Regions from separate parts of the Sus scrofa genome. Here all the other regions are linked to region 4. A link is a contact called in public Hi-C and HiChIP or PLAC-seq data. All regions are on one chromosome and are shown on one strand. Each heading gives the region's core, a stretch centred on a gene start, on an enhancer-like site or on the middle of the called end of the contact. The rest is flanking DNA. Distances are from core to core; before and after follow the strand shown. Region 1 overlaps PDE4D (cAMP-specific 3',5'-cyclic phosphodiesterase 4D). Region 2 overlaps PDE4D (cAMP-specific 3',5'-cyclic phosphodiesterase 4D). Region 3 overlaps PDE4D (cAMP-specific 3',5'-cyclic phosphodiesterase 4D). Region 4 overlaps PDE4D (cAMP-specific 3',5'-cyclic phosphodiesterase 4D).

Region 1 (3,441 bases), core at 346-2,845, 310 kb before region 4:
TGCCAAAAGCACATCCAAAACACTGCTCAATCTCTAGTACATTTTCCATTTCATGAAGGTGATAGGTACCAAAAAAACAATAAATGGAAGAGTCTCATATAAATGCAAAAGAAATAAAAACCAAAAAAATTACCCAAATGACTTAGAAAAACAAAAAAATCCCTACCCCCCTACTGATTTTCATGTCCTTCTTTCCTAAAATAATAAATTAAGTGAAATAAAATAAGTTTTTGTTTGCTACCCAGGTGATAGTTTTGGCTGATAATTCAATATCATATGTCCATACTCAGACTGTAGTAAGATTGCAAGCATGTCATATTTAATAAATGCCTCTGTGCATATGCACATGTATGTAAATATCTATGTGTAAATGTATTTATGCTTGCTGTGTGCATGTGAGTGTAATTCTAGGGGAAGCATTTTGACTTTCTGCCTCTGTATTTCAAATGAGGAGGGGAAAAGTTATTGTGGGGGGAACCCCACCACCATCTTTATCAGCATAAAGAGAATTTACTGTATTATTTAGCCTATAATACTCAATGGAAAAACCCTTCAAAGAACATCTGCCTTGCATACATTACATTTTAAGGTGTATTTCATAAGATTAAGAAAACATAATACGTCAATGCAGGTTCATCAATTGTAATAGATGTTGCACCCTGGTATGGGGGCAGAAAGTATATGGGACATCTATGTACCTTCCTCTTAATTTGGCTGTGAAACTAGAAGTGCTATCCAAAGTAAAGTCCTAAAAAGTTAAAAAATGAAAATATATCATAGAACATGACCTAAGAAGTTATTTGGTCTTCTGACACTTAAATCATTTGCTCACTCCTTATTCATGCTTTAAAAATGAAGGCCTGATATTTGCCCCCAAACATTCCTAAATCAAAACCCCTCTATTTGGGGCCCTTGTATGCTCATCTTACACGCACTGAAGATGAGGTAAGTGAAATTGGAGCTAATGAAACATAAGCAAAAATTCTCTAGTCTGAAGTGTAATCTCCGCTTTGTCATAAAACAAAAATTTAGGTTTCACTAGAGAATGTTCATGAAGTCAATAAATGACCTCAAATTTGTTAAATGATGGCATGAAAGACAATCTCTTTTCAGAATTATATAGCAACAGATTTTCCTTTTCTAAAATGATAAAAGTGTTTTGCACATGTAGGGACGCACTCACTCAGCATATTTATTTTGTTTTATAAAAGCCAATACAATAAAGGGATCCCATCAAGAGTGCTGATGTCACAAATTGTCATCACAAAACTTTGATGGCTGACTTCCAGGAGGGAGGAGGATGGGGAGAGGGCTGCACACACAGCAAGCTTTCACAAGTGCCCTCACTCTGTGTTCTAGGAACAGGTTCTTCTTTCCCAGTTTATCTTCTTTGGCCCGTTCCTAACGTCAGTGGCCCTGCACTCTTGGTTTTTCTCCAGGATGGGCTCCCAGGGAAAAAATTTATGGGTAGCTAGTCCAACAATTTTTCAAGATTTGCATGGTATCAAATGATTCAGTAGATTAAAAGGAAGGGTGTGATCAAACGGAGAGGAATGAGCGCAGTACATTTTCTGCATGCCTACTACGTACGAGACCCTGCCCGACTGACACGTGGTATTTAATTCTGATGCCTCTGCGGTAAATGGATGCTCATGTTCCCTCTCAAGATAAGGAACTCGGTTCTGAGAACTTAAGTAACTCATTGGCAGTCATGCCCTTGGCAAGTGGCAGAGTTCAGTGGTTTCCAAATGCCACGCTGAGACCTGGTGCTCACCCAACAGAATGCTCATTGCTCTTTGTGAGGGTGAGAATAAACACAAACTTTAGAGTGAATTTTTTTTAAGTCTTATTTAAAAAAAAAAGTTAACCACATTCCTTTGAAAAACTCTCCTTTATTCTGAGAATACACCTTTTTAAAAAATGGAAACGAAATGCCTTTGAAAAAGAAAATGAGTGTGTATATCAATGGGGGGAATTTCTCTATTAACTAAAGTCCTTTATCTGGAAAAGTAGGGAGTTAGTAATGCTGGCTCAGTCGCTGAGATGGTTTTTGAAGTCTTATTGAATAATAAAATCCCAGGGCATTGGAAAAGAGCAGCAGAGCTGGATTTAAACCCAGACTTTACATACTGTCACACTTCCACTGCACCATGTTGTTGCTTTCTACACACAAGTGGATTCAGACTATTCTGAAGCTCCACAGAAGTACATATTCTAGACTCAGTACAGTCCAACAGAAGTTTCTGCAGTGATGGAAATATCACTCTCTGTGCCGTCCAGTTCAGTTTGCACTAGCCACAGTGGCTACTTAGCACTGGAAATATGGCTAGTGCAGCTGAGGAACTGGATACTACCTTTATTTAATGTTAATTGATTTAAATCGAGAGTCATCAGTGATTAGTGGCTATCATCTTGACCAGTGCACCTCTTGAGCAATCTTTCAAAACTTCAGTAATAAGAGAAGACAATGTTTTGAATAACTGGAAAAACAAACAAACAAACAAAAAACTACTCTAAGCTTGAGAGCAAAAGAGCATTGCTATATTAATGGAACAACAATTCTTGATTGTTTGGCAAAGACAATTTTTGCTCTTCCTCATAAGAGGAAAGATTTGCTTAGAAGCCCATCAGGATTCTCCACTCCTGAAAGGGGAATAAAGATTTTAGTATAACTGCTATTATTATATTCTCATCCAGAGGGTATTATACCTGCCAGCAAATGCCAAAGGCATTGTCTGGCAGCAGCTGTTGGTCAAAATCATTATGTTCAGGGTCAAGATACCTGGATTCTAACTCATGACGTGTATGTGCACGCACACATGCATGTGTGTGGGTGAGTGCGTGCAAGACATGGCATTTCTGAGCAGAATTTTGTGATATGTAAGTCTGAGCTAATGATATTTTCCCTTGTTTCCTTACATGACTGTTTTGAGGATCAAGTTCTAAACTTCATGGGAGAATCCTATGTTAAGTACAAAGATTATACAGATGTCAGGCGATTTTAAGAATGTACCCCTATCTATCTGCATCACTCCCCAAAGAGTCTATCAAAGCTGAGAGCCAGAGAGGATAAAACATGGTAGTCTTTGTGAATATCTTGAACTTGAACTGATGACTGTGAGGTCTGTTCATAAACCTTTGAGGTATACTTTTACCATATTCAAAGTGCTCCTGTGTTTGGAGAGCTGGGTTATATACAAGTTGTCTGTCTGGGAAACATCAGGTTGCTTTCCTGGATAAAAAGTACAAGATGGGCCACCTTTAAACCAATGCAGAGCAGACAAACAAACAAAACACCAAAAAATAGTGAAACAGGTAGGAAATTTTACCTAATCTCTATAGCAGGTGGGGTAAATGAATGGAAACAATGTATTTAAGATAAATAATGCACATGAAACAGCATAAAACAGGAGTTCCTGTCGTGGCACAGTGGAAACGAAT
Region 2 (3,678 bases), core at 39-2,538, 480 kb before region 4:
GCATACCACCATCAGATTTATCTTTCTAAAACCATTTTGTTACTTTCCTTGTAGCATTTCCCCGAAAACAAAACACAAGGGTTCTTTAGGGTGGACAGAGTATTGTCCAAACAGCTTAATCTGACACTTGAGGTGCTCTGCAGTAGGGCCTCAATCTACACTTTTCACACCTGCCTCTGTTCCTGTAATCAGATTTTCTGTTCCAGGCAGGCTCTTTCATCCAGAATACCCATTCCTCACCCACACCTACAAACAATAAGGCAATCTGAGGGAGTGTCCCATCCTACCCTGCCTCATCCAGCCCTTGCACTATCATCTCTTTCCTCATTAGTAACCAATATGAACCTTCTATGTTCAAGATCCAACCTAAGTAGCACTTTTTCTGGGATGCTTCCCAACCATTCTCATTCTTAGTGTTGAACATTCTGTACTGCTCTATAGGACCAGTAAACTCTGGAACTCATTCACACCCAACAGCCTTACTTAACGTATACGGCAATAAGTATGTCTATATGCTTTTGTATGTACGTATCTACCTCTCTTTGTATGTATTTGAATACAAATGCACATATATTAAGCCTCATTTTGTCTATGAAAGCCTTTGGAGCAGTTTACTTGCAGTAACTACACAAAAACAAAATTTCCTTAGTGAAGGCCTAACTATTGGACTTATGTTACCTGAAGTCAAAAGATACAAAACAATAATGACAAAACCCAAAATTTAAAAAAAAAAAAATGCCTGATTTATTTCTCATATGAAAATGGTATCTGGCCTAGAGAATAATCAAAGATCAAATATAAATAACAAAGATAAAGCAAAGTAAAAATTTCATTCAAAAGTGATAATATCAATAAAGACTGAACACAGGATCTTGTTTAGTGACAAAAATTATTTATTCCACACAAAGTAAAAGCCCTGACAAAAGTAAGAAAGGATTCTTGTTCTGTGTCACTTTAATTTTCCTGTGCCTTAATACCTCATTTTTAATGAAGGAAAGTGAAGTGATCTCACAAATCTCTTTCACCTCTAAGAACTTTTGGAATTAAAAAAGAAAAAAAAATCTTTTTTTTTTTTTTGAATCAAGTATACTAAAGCTTGATTTCTCTGCAAAGTGGCTGATGGCAAGTGGAAAACGGAAAGGGATCAATCACCTACTCAGTGACTCATTTTCAACTCTGATACCAACTACACTGCCGGGGAATTTCTTTTCCCTCTGGCTACGGCGAGTGTCAGACCCATGACTAGCCCATCTGGGCTGGAATTATGTTCAAGGTCATCTCATCCATTCCTCTGTTTCTCAGCTGGACTGCCATTTTAAATTTGTGCGATGATTAAAGGGTTCTATTTTTGGTTCACATTTCTTCTTACCCCAAAAGAGACATTTAGTAACCTGATGTTGATTGATATTTGACACTCTTATTAATAATCAAAATCTCACTATTCTACAGAATCGGAAAAAAAAAAAAACATTTGGAGGGGCCTCTGAGGTCATTCTGGTGGAGGGAAAAGTAAAGTCTAAGAAACGTTCCAGTTTTTAGACAAAGTGGATTAAAGATCCACGTGAGACCCTCACAACTGAGAAATGTTTCTTTTGTGGCTGCATTCATACATACTCTTTCAAAGTAATTGTGGTCAAGTGATCAGTGAGAGTGTAAATAAAAATATGCTATCCAAGGGTGCTAGGTAACAAGCTAAAACTACAGTGAACAACCTCAGGGCGATCCCACATGCAAGCTAGGGAGGCACATAAATCAGCACGATGGGGATCAAGATTTCAAAGGCACACTCTGAGCTCATTTGCCCAGGCTTGTTGATTCAAGCTCCAGTTGCACTGGGTTACCTATATGGCAGCATATAAAGTTCATCTTCTAAGTTTAAAAATAGTTCCCATCCCAACTAAGGATAGGCCATGTACCTATGATGGGTGTACCCATATTATGGACTTGACCTAAGCTTTTGTTTAAATTCTCCTAACAATCCCATGAGATGGATTTTGTTAGTTCCGGTTTATAGAGAAAGCAAAGGCTCAGAGAAGTTGAAGCAGTTTAAATATCCAAGGTGGAGTTCCTTTGTGGCACAGCAGAAATGAATAGGACTAGGGACCATGGGGTTGTGGGTTCGATCCCTGGCCTAGCTCAGTGGGTTAACGATCTTGCATTGCTGTGAGCTGTGATGTAGGTCGCAGCCACGGTTTGGATCTGGCGTTGCTGTGGCTGTGGTGTAGGCTGGCAGCTACAGCTCCAATTAGACCCCCTAGCCTGGGAACCTCCACATGCTATAGGTGCGGCCATAGAAAAGACAAAAAAAAAAAAAATCCAAGGTCACAACTCCAGTGTGGGGCATTAATAACCATAAGAGAATTGCTGAGCTCATGGGGATTTAGGAGATATAAAGCAGACTCAAGATAAAGGTTCACATTTGTCATCTGCTATTCTGTTTCATTTTTCTCTTGGCATCTAATATCACTCACTATATTGGTGAATCAACCTATACCTATTTTGACACAGTCTCTCTCTCTTCACCCTGTTCCAGCTTGTGCTTTGACTCCCAGGCAACAGGTTACTTAGGGGATGGCCCAGCAGCTGGATGTGACAAGCCACCCATGCTGCTACTGGGCCATGACTCAAGGAGGCAACAGGTGAAGGAGGAGACGCCAGCTACTGGTGTTAAATAAGACTCACGCCTCATGCAATACACTATGTCTATAAATCTCCCCACTCCAGCCCATTCTCTCCCTCCCCCGATCCCACAACTGTCCTCTCTTAAGCATTCACACCCTCACACTGACCCCTCTGGGATTTCTTTTTTTTCCTTCAAGGCTGTTCCAAAGGTTTATTCCAACCAGATTTCACCCTGAACCCTGAGGTGGAAAAGGGGCAGAAACATGAAATGGTCCTCCAGCCAAGTACAGCCCTGCTCCTAGGTCGATCCAGTCAGATAGTCCTTCTGCCACCCTCCCCTTCCTTCTCTCAGTCCAGTGTATGGCTTTCTATCTTTCTTTCCTTCAGTTTTCCTCTTTGCCCTATTCACAAGCCCGGCTCCCTTCCCCATTTTGCCCGAATTAGAAAACAAATATCCAAGGCAACACCACCATAATAGGTCAGAAAGCAAATCCTGACACCTGCTTATACCTTCCCTGAGTTCATTCTCTACCTTCTCTATCTGCTGCCGTCCTCCCACTATTAACCAAGCTTCTACCACCCCTCCCAAAAAAACCCCCTGCCATCTCAGAATCTCAGATCTCCTTTGGTCATCTGGTCTTCTCATCCATGGACCCCAATATCCTTCAGTTTATGTCTGTGCCCTGTTCACTATCTGCCTGCTAGGCTGACTACTAGCCCACCAGGACATCCATCCCATCAGACTCTTTTTAGGAGCTAGGAGCTAGGAAGGTTCTCTGACTGGACACAGAGAACACAGAAGGCAGAATCAGCCACACAACAGGATTCCCCTCTAGGAGTGATATTTTGCTAAAATGGCTCTTGCTATTTTGGAAACTAGAGATTACTAAGTAAATAAAATTATTAGTACCTATTTTGAAAATGCAGCCTGAGAACATACACTTGTTTTCCTATCTTCCAGTCCCTCCCCGAGATGCTACATTCAGAAAAAGAATTACCTTCCTATTAAGAAGCAAATGGATTTTGGACATGTTTAATATTGAGCCTAAGTTTCTC
Region 3 (3,549 bases), core at 332-2,831, 320 kb before region 4:
TCTCTGATATGAGAACCATCATCACACAGTATTTATAGAAAATTAACAGGACATCGTATGACTTAGAGTAAATGGTTAGACAACATGGCAACTATTCAGAGAAATCTAATATATCACCTTGAGTTCAATTAAATTGAGAAAACACTGTATGAAGGTCCAGCCAGAAGGAGTGGGAGAAAATAACTTACTTGCTAGGTGCTCGGTCTTGCAAATTAGTCAACGCAGCAAAGTTGTTTCGGACAGTTCGCAGGCTGGCCAAGACCTACAACAAAAAAGGAGTCTTTAAACTTCTTGAAATGAGGGCCTCTTTAATGAAATTTGAAATGGTTTGGTGACTTTAAAAATTGGTTTGTTCAGTGAAAACCTGACACCACTTCCAACTTAGTTTCATATACTACTGAAGAACCTCCCAGCATCTGGTGACATTTACATGTATCCATATGAAATCCACAGAGGGCAAACTTAAAAAGATTTTCTGGATTATTTCTCCTCATGGTCTATGAATATGGTGACAGGAGCAGCAACTGCCACAGTATTTCTGGATTCCTCAGCCACCAAAAAAACAATGTCCCAGGCAATATACAGAGTGCTATTGCATTTTATGCAAATTTCAAATCATGTAATATGAAATATTCATAAAGTCTCACTTTAAGGGCAAAATGTAAAACAGTTCTCTTACCAAGTTCTCTTCAAACCAAGAATGCCATAATCTTAAAATCCACAAACCACACCCTTTTTTTTTTTTTTTTTTTTTTGTCTTTTTAGGGCTGCAACTGCTGCATATGGAGGGTCTCAGACTAGGGGTCAAATTGCAGCTGTACCCCCTGGCCTATGCCATAGCCACAGCCATGCCAGATCCCAGCTGCATCTGCAACCTACACCACAGCTCATGGCAACACCAGATTCTTAACTCACTGAGCGAGGCCAGGGATCAAACCTGCTTCCTCATGTATGCTAGTCAGATTCATTTCTGCTGAGCCATGACGGGAACTCCAAACTATGTACATTTTAAATTGTTTTTGCACTTTTGCCACAGGGCTACTCTAGCTAATACACAGAGATTCCTTTCCTCGTGAAGGTTATCTGATTCATGAATTATAAGGTCTCGAATAAAATGAGACTGCCCTGAATGTGCACAGTGCCTGGCCCATGAAAGACACAAAATTTTGTTGAATAAATGATTACTGAGACACAACATAATCCACACACACAAGGCAGGACCAGTAGGCCCCACTATTTCTGATAGCTCTTCCTTTTTTTCTAATTCTAGTGAAGCTGGACAGTGGCAAAACAATCAGAAGTTAGGGAGCACCATCTCCTCCCACTTTCTCCTAGAATGGGCAAGTTTCCCCTCAGGGTGTAGCCTAGAGTTGCTAAGGTCAAAGGCCCTCTGGGTGACAATGGGAATGTTAAGTTTCTCTCAAACTTAGATTTCAGATGCCTTTGTAGATACCACATCACAGCCCAGATGGCCTGGCTCTGTTACAGTCAACATGTGAACTCAGACAAGTTCCATCGTTTATCTGAAGCTTAGTTACTCATCTGGCAAGCAGGAGAGTGCCGTCTACCTCAAGGGCTGTTGTGAAAATGCGATGAGATGACAGGTAAGGTGTCCAGAACAGTGTCTGGCAAACACAAGGCGCTCAGGGACTATTAGCCCAACAAGGCAACATTCCATTTGACTAATGATTGGGCATGTATGCCGGGAATCTACTTAATGTCTCCTAATGACAATATGCAAGAGATGGGGGGCAAATTTATAATGTTACCAGGGCTCCAGGTCTGTTCCCAGAATTTTTTTTCACTGGATGCTGACCGAGACTAAAATCAGCCTAAATTTTGTTCTAAGACAAAAACGTCTCAGACATTTTTTAAACTGGCATTCCTTCTTGTAGGTCACTGGGGTCCTGTTTATGCCCAGGACAGTGACCTACAGCACTATCCCTGAAGGAGTTAATGGTGTTTTGTAAGGTGCCAACCATGATTAACTCACTCCCTGGAAAAATCTGGTCCATTATCACATATAAACAGCTCACAGTGCCAAAAGGTCACCCTGCCTATGACGGAGGATTCGACTGGCCAACTGCTGACATCAAACCATGCTGTCTTTTATCAGGCATGAAATCTTGAATGATCCAGAAAGAAATCTGACAAATGACCCACTGTCATTAAATCATGCAGGCTGAATTTAGACTTTAAGAATTGAATATTAAGTACACTAACAAAACATTTTAAGGTTATTGCCCCCCATCAATCCTTATTCTAGGCTAAAATTTAACCTCAGAATTCTGAGAATTTTGTTTTAATAAATTAAGGTAAGTGCATCTGACAGTTGGGCAAACAGCAATAGGACCGTAGGTAACTCATGATCTGTGCTCATTTGAAAGAAAGCATTACTTCATGAAAGATACACTCCACTTGTTTTTCTGTATAAAGGTTTTTGCCTCAGATATAATAAAGATATTAAATTAGAGGATTTCATTTTGGTTTTTAAATTACATTTTTATTTTGTACTTATTTGCATAATCTATATCTTTACATGGTACACATTTAAAAGTAAATTGTCTCTCTCAATAACAAAGAAAATAATCAAAATTATTGTTATTTCTGAGAAGAGGCCAACAGATAAAACTGGGGGACCCTTGGAGGCATTAAAATATTGGCACTGTTCTATTTCTTAAACTGTTGATTTTAGTATTGTTCTTTATCTTTTAGAAAGTCTCTAGAGATCTTCTCTTATATGGATGAAATATTTCACAATGAAACGTGAAAATAGGTTTCTCTGTTTGAGCCTCTCCTCCATTCAGCTGCTTATCCCCTCGACTCACGGGCTTTTAGATTGTCTCCTAAATTTTATTTTTATACACACTGCTGCAGTAAGTACCCTTGTAGATACATCATCCCCTATATGTGCAAGTATTACATTATTGTTTTTGTGGGGACAAATAATATTTGATAAAGGCTTTATTAAGTATTAACTTGATCTTCTGCACCATGACACAGATGGTACAAACAGAAGTGTAAATAAAAGTCCCAAACAAATGTTGTAAGGAGGGTGTTGTCCTAGGCCTAGTGGGATGATCCTGGGTGTCCATATCATGAAGACACTATGTTAGCCTTTCCTGCTCTCACCTGCACTGCTGGACATAGGGTGAGGCATCTGCTACTGCAGGTGGTGGAGAACTAGAGGCAGTTTTACATAAGGCCCTGAGTTAAAGTTCAATTATGCTTTGTTTTTGTTACAGGGCCACTCTCACTTCCCTTGAATTCAATCCTTTAAGAGCTAGAGTCTGGGCTCTATTGCTCCTACAATTTTCTCCACTCTTTAATGCTTGCTAATCAAAAAGTTCCCTGAGGTTTTCTCCCACACAGTTCAATGGTTAGAAAATGAAGGTCATTTCTTTCTCTTCTGCCCCTCCAAGCAAAAGTATAATCAGTCAAGGTTAAAATACATTGGGAATGATGAAAAATAATACACTTTAGGAAAGAAATTATTACAATGTCATGGAAAATTTTTGTACAGAAATGTACTTGAGCATGAAAGGGATT
Region 4 (3,964 bases), core at 403-2,902:
CCACACAGAAGCTCATTCCAAGTTCTGGTTCCCTCTCTCCTCTTGCTACATAAACGGCAGCCACTCATTCTGAATTCTCAGAGCCACAAAGGAAGGGGAAGTTTTTTGATCCTGTCACATCCTCCCCCATTTAAACCATTTATAGTCTTAAATTCTTGCCCCTGTTTTGTTTTTTATTTTTTGGCCACCCCTGGCATATGGAGTTTCCAGGCCAGAGATCAGATCCAAGCCGCATTTGTGACCTACACCGCAGGATCCTTTGTGCTGGGCTGGGGGTCAAACCTTGTGTCCTGGTGCTGCAGAGATGCTGCCACAGCAGGAACTTCTGCAGCCTTAACCTGAAGGAGCAATTTGAAGACATCTTCTTGAAACACTGCTAATGGTGAAGTCCACCAACAAAGTGACATTGGGCTTCTGTTCCCTGTAGGTTCCCTTGACACATCACTGTGCTCAGAAGAGCAAGTTGAACACCTTGTCTTGAGTTGGCTTGGGAGGAGGGTTTACTTTTGCCTTGTAGACTTGTTATTTCAATTTTCTTCTTAAAAGGAAAGTCTTTGAGAGTTTGAATTTTCATCTATTCCGGCATAAGCTGTATCAAGTAAAGGGTCTCAGGATTAAAAGAAAAGTGATGCCCTTAGTAATGGCTTCTGAGGAAATCAGACATACTGCACTCTATCACAAGGTACTGTGTAAGTTCCTACTCTTTTCAAAGGTTCTTTTAGAGCAGGGACTCTGCCTTATTGCTGTATTCCTAAATCTAAAACAGTGCCCCCAAAATAGAAGGCACGGAATATGGAACATTTATTGCCTGAATGGCTCTCATTATAAGCTTTCATTATATGGGGATGCACAAAAAAAACTAAAAGAAGTGTGACATGATACCAAAGTTCATAAATTAAATGTTACCAGAACAGAGATTTTTTTCTACAAATGAAGGACATGAATCAGAAGATATCTTACTAGATTATAACCTGCCTCAATCCCCAGTTTACGAATACATCCATCACCAGGTTTCTGGCAACAACACAGACATTTATATTTCATTTAAATCCTCAGTTATCTTACTAGATTATAACCTGCCTCAATCCCCAGTTTACGAATACATCCATCACCAGGTTTCTGGCAACAACACAGACATTTATATTTCATTTAAATCCTCAGTTTTATACTTGGAAAATGCCCAAATAAGTAAAACATTTTTCATTTAAATTGTCTGCCAGTTTATGTAAAGGAATTCCCTATGAGACACCCCCTTTACAGAGGGAACATAAAATTGTGTAGGAAGGGCATGTGATTATTAAGTGGACAAGTGTGATTGCCTTTCTTTCTAAAACTGATGGTTTCCTCAAAGGTCTTCTCCATTGTGCAGTTTTTATCAGCTTATAGGGCTTTACAGCCCCTTCAGCTCAATCTACTCACTGCAGCCTCAGCCCATCTGCGTTCAGGAAAGAATTCTTCCAGGGAGGGATCCATTCCAAGAACTCTGGCTGCAATGAGATCAGATCTAGATCTGGAGGTCAGCTGTGATTTCTGGCTCCTGCGTAATCTCCTTTTCTTCCCAGCTTACTCAAACCGCTAAGGTCTCCTTCATGGCCACGAGGCCCCACATCAGACGTTCAAAATAGGACAGCTTCTGACCACGATGCTTTCTTGCCAGTTCTAGCTTTGGACCTCCTGTAACCCAAGACGACCTAATCCAAGCCAGGCTCTCGGATGCCCTTCGGATACAGCTCCTCTAATGAATCATAAGACCATCCTCTAGGGACAAGGCGGTTCTCCGAGGTCTCCTTTAGCACCAGAGTCTATTTTTTTCTGCCAAGTTCTGATTGCCTTTCCCTAGTCCCTCTTGCTGAAATCCCACTGAGCCCCTTATTGACACCCTAGGTCTCAAGAAGGTACAATTTTGCTGTCCCAAACTCATTTTCAGGGCTCGGGGTCTAATAATGACTAGTCATTCATCTCCCAACAAGCACATTGTACAGAGAATAGGGACTGGGCTGGAGGGAGGGCATCAAAGAGGTCCTTGTCACTGAACTACATTTCTACAGAATAATATAACTGGTGGATTCTCATATCCAGCAAGGATCAAACTGATGTACTATTTTAGCACTCGTGCAAAAACTCTCCTCTGATTTCTGCACTGGATTTTATTTTATGGAAAAGTTCCATGATTTTTAATATACTATATCATCTCCTCATACCAAGTACTTTCATACTTTAAGAATTACAAAATGCACTCATCAAAAATGTTTGGCACACCATGTGCTACATATTACATATTATGTGTTTATATATTTCTAAAACCCTGAACAAACCTCTCTCGGGTTCTGTTTAAAATACATCCACAAAGCATAAGTCAAGTATGAGGGAAAAACAGAACATCAGCTCAGAAAACCAGTACCTACTCTACAGGTGCTGTAATTTGAAATTTTGGTGAAATGACTTTGAAAATTAGCTATGCAAGAAAGAAGAACAAAGGCAGGCTACAATATTTCCTTCCCTTCAGCAACATTAAAGCCTGAGAAATGAAATGTCCAAACCTCTTCCAGAAATAAAAATCAATTGAGAAGAGCAACCCAAAGAGCATTAATGCAATCAGTCTGCATGCTGCCAGCTAATTTACAATCCATGACGAGCGAAGCCAAGTGGGAGTTATTTACGTTTGTTCTTCTGGTAGAATAGAAGGAAGGAGAGTGAAAAGGATCTGCTGAATCAGATTGTTTGACTGAGGAGTGACAGAGACGTTTTCTTCAATTAATAGCCAGCTGCATAACTTGAGCTAATGCCAGCTGGGCTTTCGTCATGAAGTAACACAAAAATAAATGATTCTATACTCAGGTGCTGGCTGTGATGCAGTGAATTAATCCATCCAAAGCTGGAGCAGGGAAGGGGCAAGCGATCATGCCACCTGAATTTTATGAGCATATTTGGCCACTGTCTACGGAGACTGAGGTAATGCTAATTGCTAAATGTCCAAATAGGTCCAAGTGGATGCATAGACTTGTTTGAATAAACAAATTCTTAGACAGGAGAGACCAAAGAGGGCAGAAATGGCCTCATCAGGGCCATGCTGATTTCTTCACCAATGAGTGAAATTCACATTCATGTTCAAGTCACATGGTCAAGGGGGAAAGTGGGCAAAAAGGGTTTCATTAAGGGCATCCACCTATGGGAATTCCTGAGGGGAAAATAATGACTACAGCCACATAAAAGGAATTTGGTATTTTTTTTTTTTCTCTTTGGGGGCCCATATGGAGGTTCCCAGGCTAGGGGTCAAATCAGAATTGCAGCTGCTGGCCTATTGCCACAGCCACAGCCACGCCAGATCTGAGCCGTGTCTGCGATCTACAGCACAACTCAGAGTAACACTCGATCCTTAACCCACTAAGCAAGGCCAGAGATCAAACCCACATCCTCATGGATACTCGTTGGTTTCATAAGCCGCTGAGCCACAGTGGGAGCTCCAAGAATCTAGTACTGGTTTAAAGAAGTCAAATGCCTGCTAGTACATTCAGAAGAGATGAACAGGCCCAGCACTAGGATTTTTCTAGTGAGGTGCCTGTCCCGGTGGTCACAAGTCCATGTGTCTTCTGGCTGCCTAACTACATTCCCGTCTGTCTGGATGGAAGGGTGCCCACCCACAAGCCAGACCATTTCATTACGGGAAAGATTCCGAGGTTCCATGTGTCAGGCAAACTCCACTTCCCCATCACTTCATGTAAACACCTCTTCTCAGGGAATTTCTTACAGAAAAACCCACTTGAAAGCACATAACCAAAAGGAAGGTCGGAAAACCAGAAGCTCCATAGGAATCTATGTATGGAGTGTTCAGACAGAAAATAAGTAGGCAGCAGTAGCGGCTTGACCTGTGAATTCTTTGCCATCTGTTTGCTCCCTCAACTTCCAAACTGTAGCCCTGGAAATATAAACACCCAATTCTAAACATTCACAGGCCTGCGGCAGC

Evidence for each region. Hi-C and Micro-C count contacts between places; a contact is called where the count stands out from the background. HiChIP or PLAC-seq counts read pairs in DNA pulled down with a chosen protein or histone mark.
Region 1: a contact with region 4 is called in an H3K27ac HiChIP or PLAC-seq map of skeletal muscle, with 5 times the contacts expected there. The contact joins two enhancer-like sites. A contact is called at or near these places in 2 of 47 Hi-C or Micro-C datasets (both in skeletal muscle) and 1 of 2 datasets of contacts at active chromatin or transcription factors (skeletal muscle).
Region 2: an H3K27ac HiChIP or PLAC-seq map of skeletal muscle shows a contact between it and region 4. The contact joins two enhancer-like sites. A contact is called at or near these places in 2 of 47 Hi-C or Micro-C datasets (both in skeletal muscle) and 1 of 2 datasets of contacts at active chromatin or transcription factors (skeletal muscle).
Region 3: a contact with region 4 is called in a Hi-C map of skeletal muscle, with 7 times the contacts expected there. The contact joins two enhancer-like sites. A contact is called at or near these places in 3 of 47 Hi-C or Micro-C datasets (psoas muscle and skeletal muscle) and 1 of 2 datasets of contacts at active chromatin or transcription factors (skeletal muscle).

Annotation. Positions count from the first base shown.
Region 1 is chr16:38,110,821-38,114,261 of Sscrofa11.1, forward strand. All of the region lies in intron 6 of PDE4D (cAMP-specific 3',5'-cyclic phosphodiesterase 4D), which reads right to left. Among named protein-coding and RNA genes, the nearest start is that of MIR582, 470 kb to the right of the region's middle. Within about 2 kb of position 1,596, at least 2 of the 83 cell types and tissues checked have an H3K27ac peak or open chromatin away from gene starts, as enhancers often do. A contact at or near this core is called in skeletal muscle, where this site is marked.
Region 2 is chr16:37,935,818-37,939,495 of Sscrofa11.1, forward strand. All of the region lies in intron 10 of PDE4D (cAMP-specific 3',5'-cyclic phosphodiesterase 4D), which reads right to left. Among named protein-coding and RNA genes, the nearest start is that of RAB3C, 530 kb to the left of the region's middle. Within about 2 kb of position 1,289, at least 3 of the 83 cell types and tissues checked have an H3K27ac peak or open chromatin away from gene starts, as enhancers often do. A contact at or near this core is called in skeletal muscle, where this site is marked.
Region 3 is chr16:38,094,245-38,097,793 of Sscrofa11.1, forward strand. PDE4D (cAMP-specific 3',5'-cyclic phosphodiesterase 4D) reads right to left here. Exons shown (of 19, transcript XM_021076868.1): 8 at 189-262. Among named protein-coding and RNA genes, the nearest start is that of MIR582, 480 kb to the right of the region's middle. Within about 2 kb of position 1,582, at least 1 of the 83 cell types and tissues checked has an H3K27ac peak or open chromatin away from gene starts, as enhancers often do. A contact at or near this core is called in skeletal muscle, where this site is marked.
Region 4 is chr16:38,417,934-38,421,897 of Sscrofa11.1, forward strand. All of the region lies in intron 5 of PDE4D (cAMP-specific 3',5'-cyclic phosphodiesterase 4D), which reads right to left. Among named protein-coding and RNA genes, the nearest start is that of MIR582, 160 kb to the right of the region's middle. Within about 2 kb of position 1,653, at least 8 of the 83 cell types and tissues checked have an H3K27ac peak or open chromatin away from gene starts, as enhancers often do. A contact at or near this core is called in skeletal muscle, where this site is marked.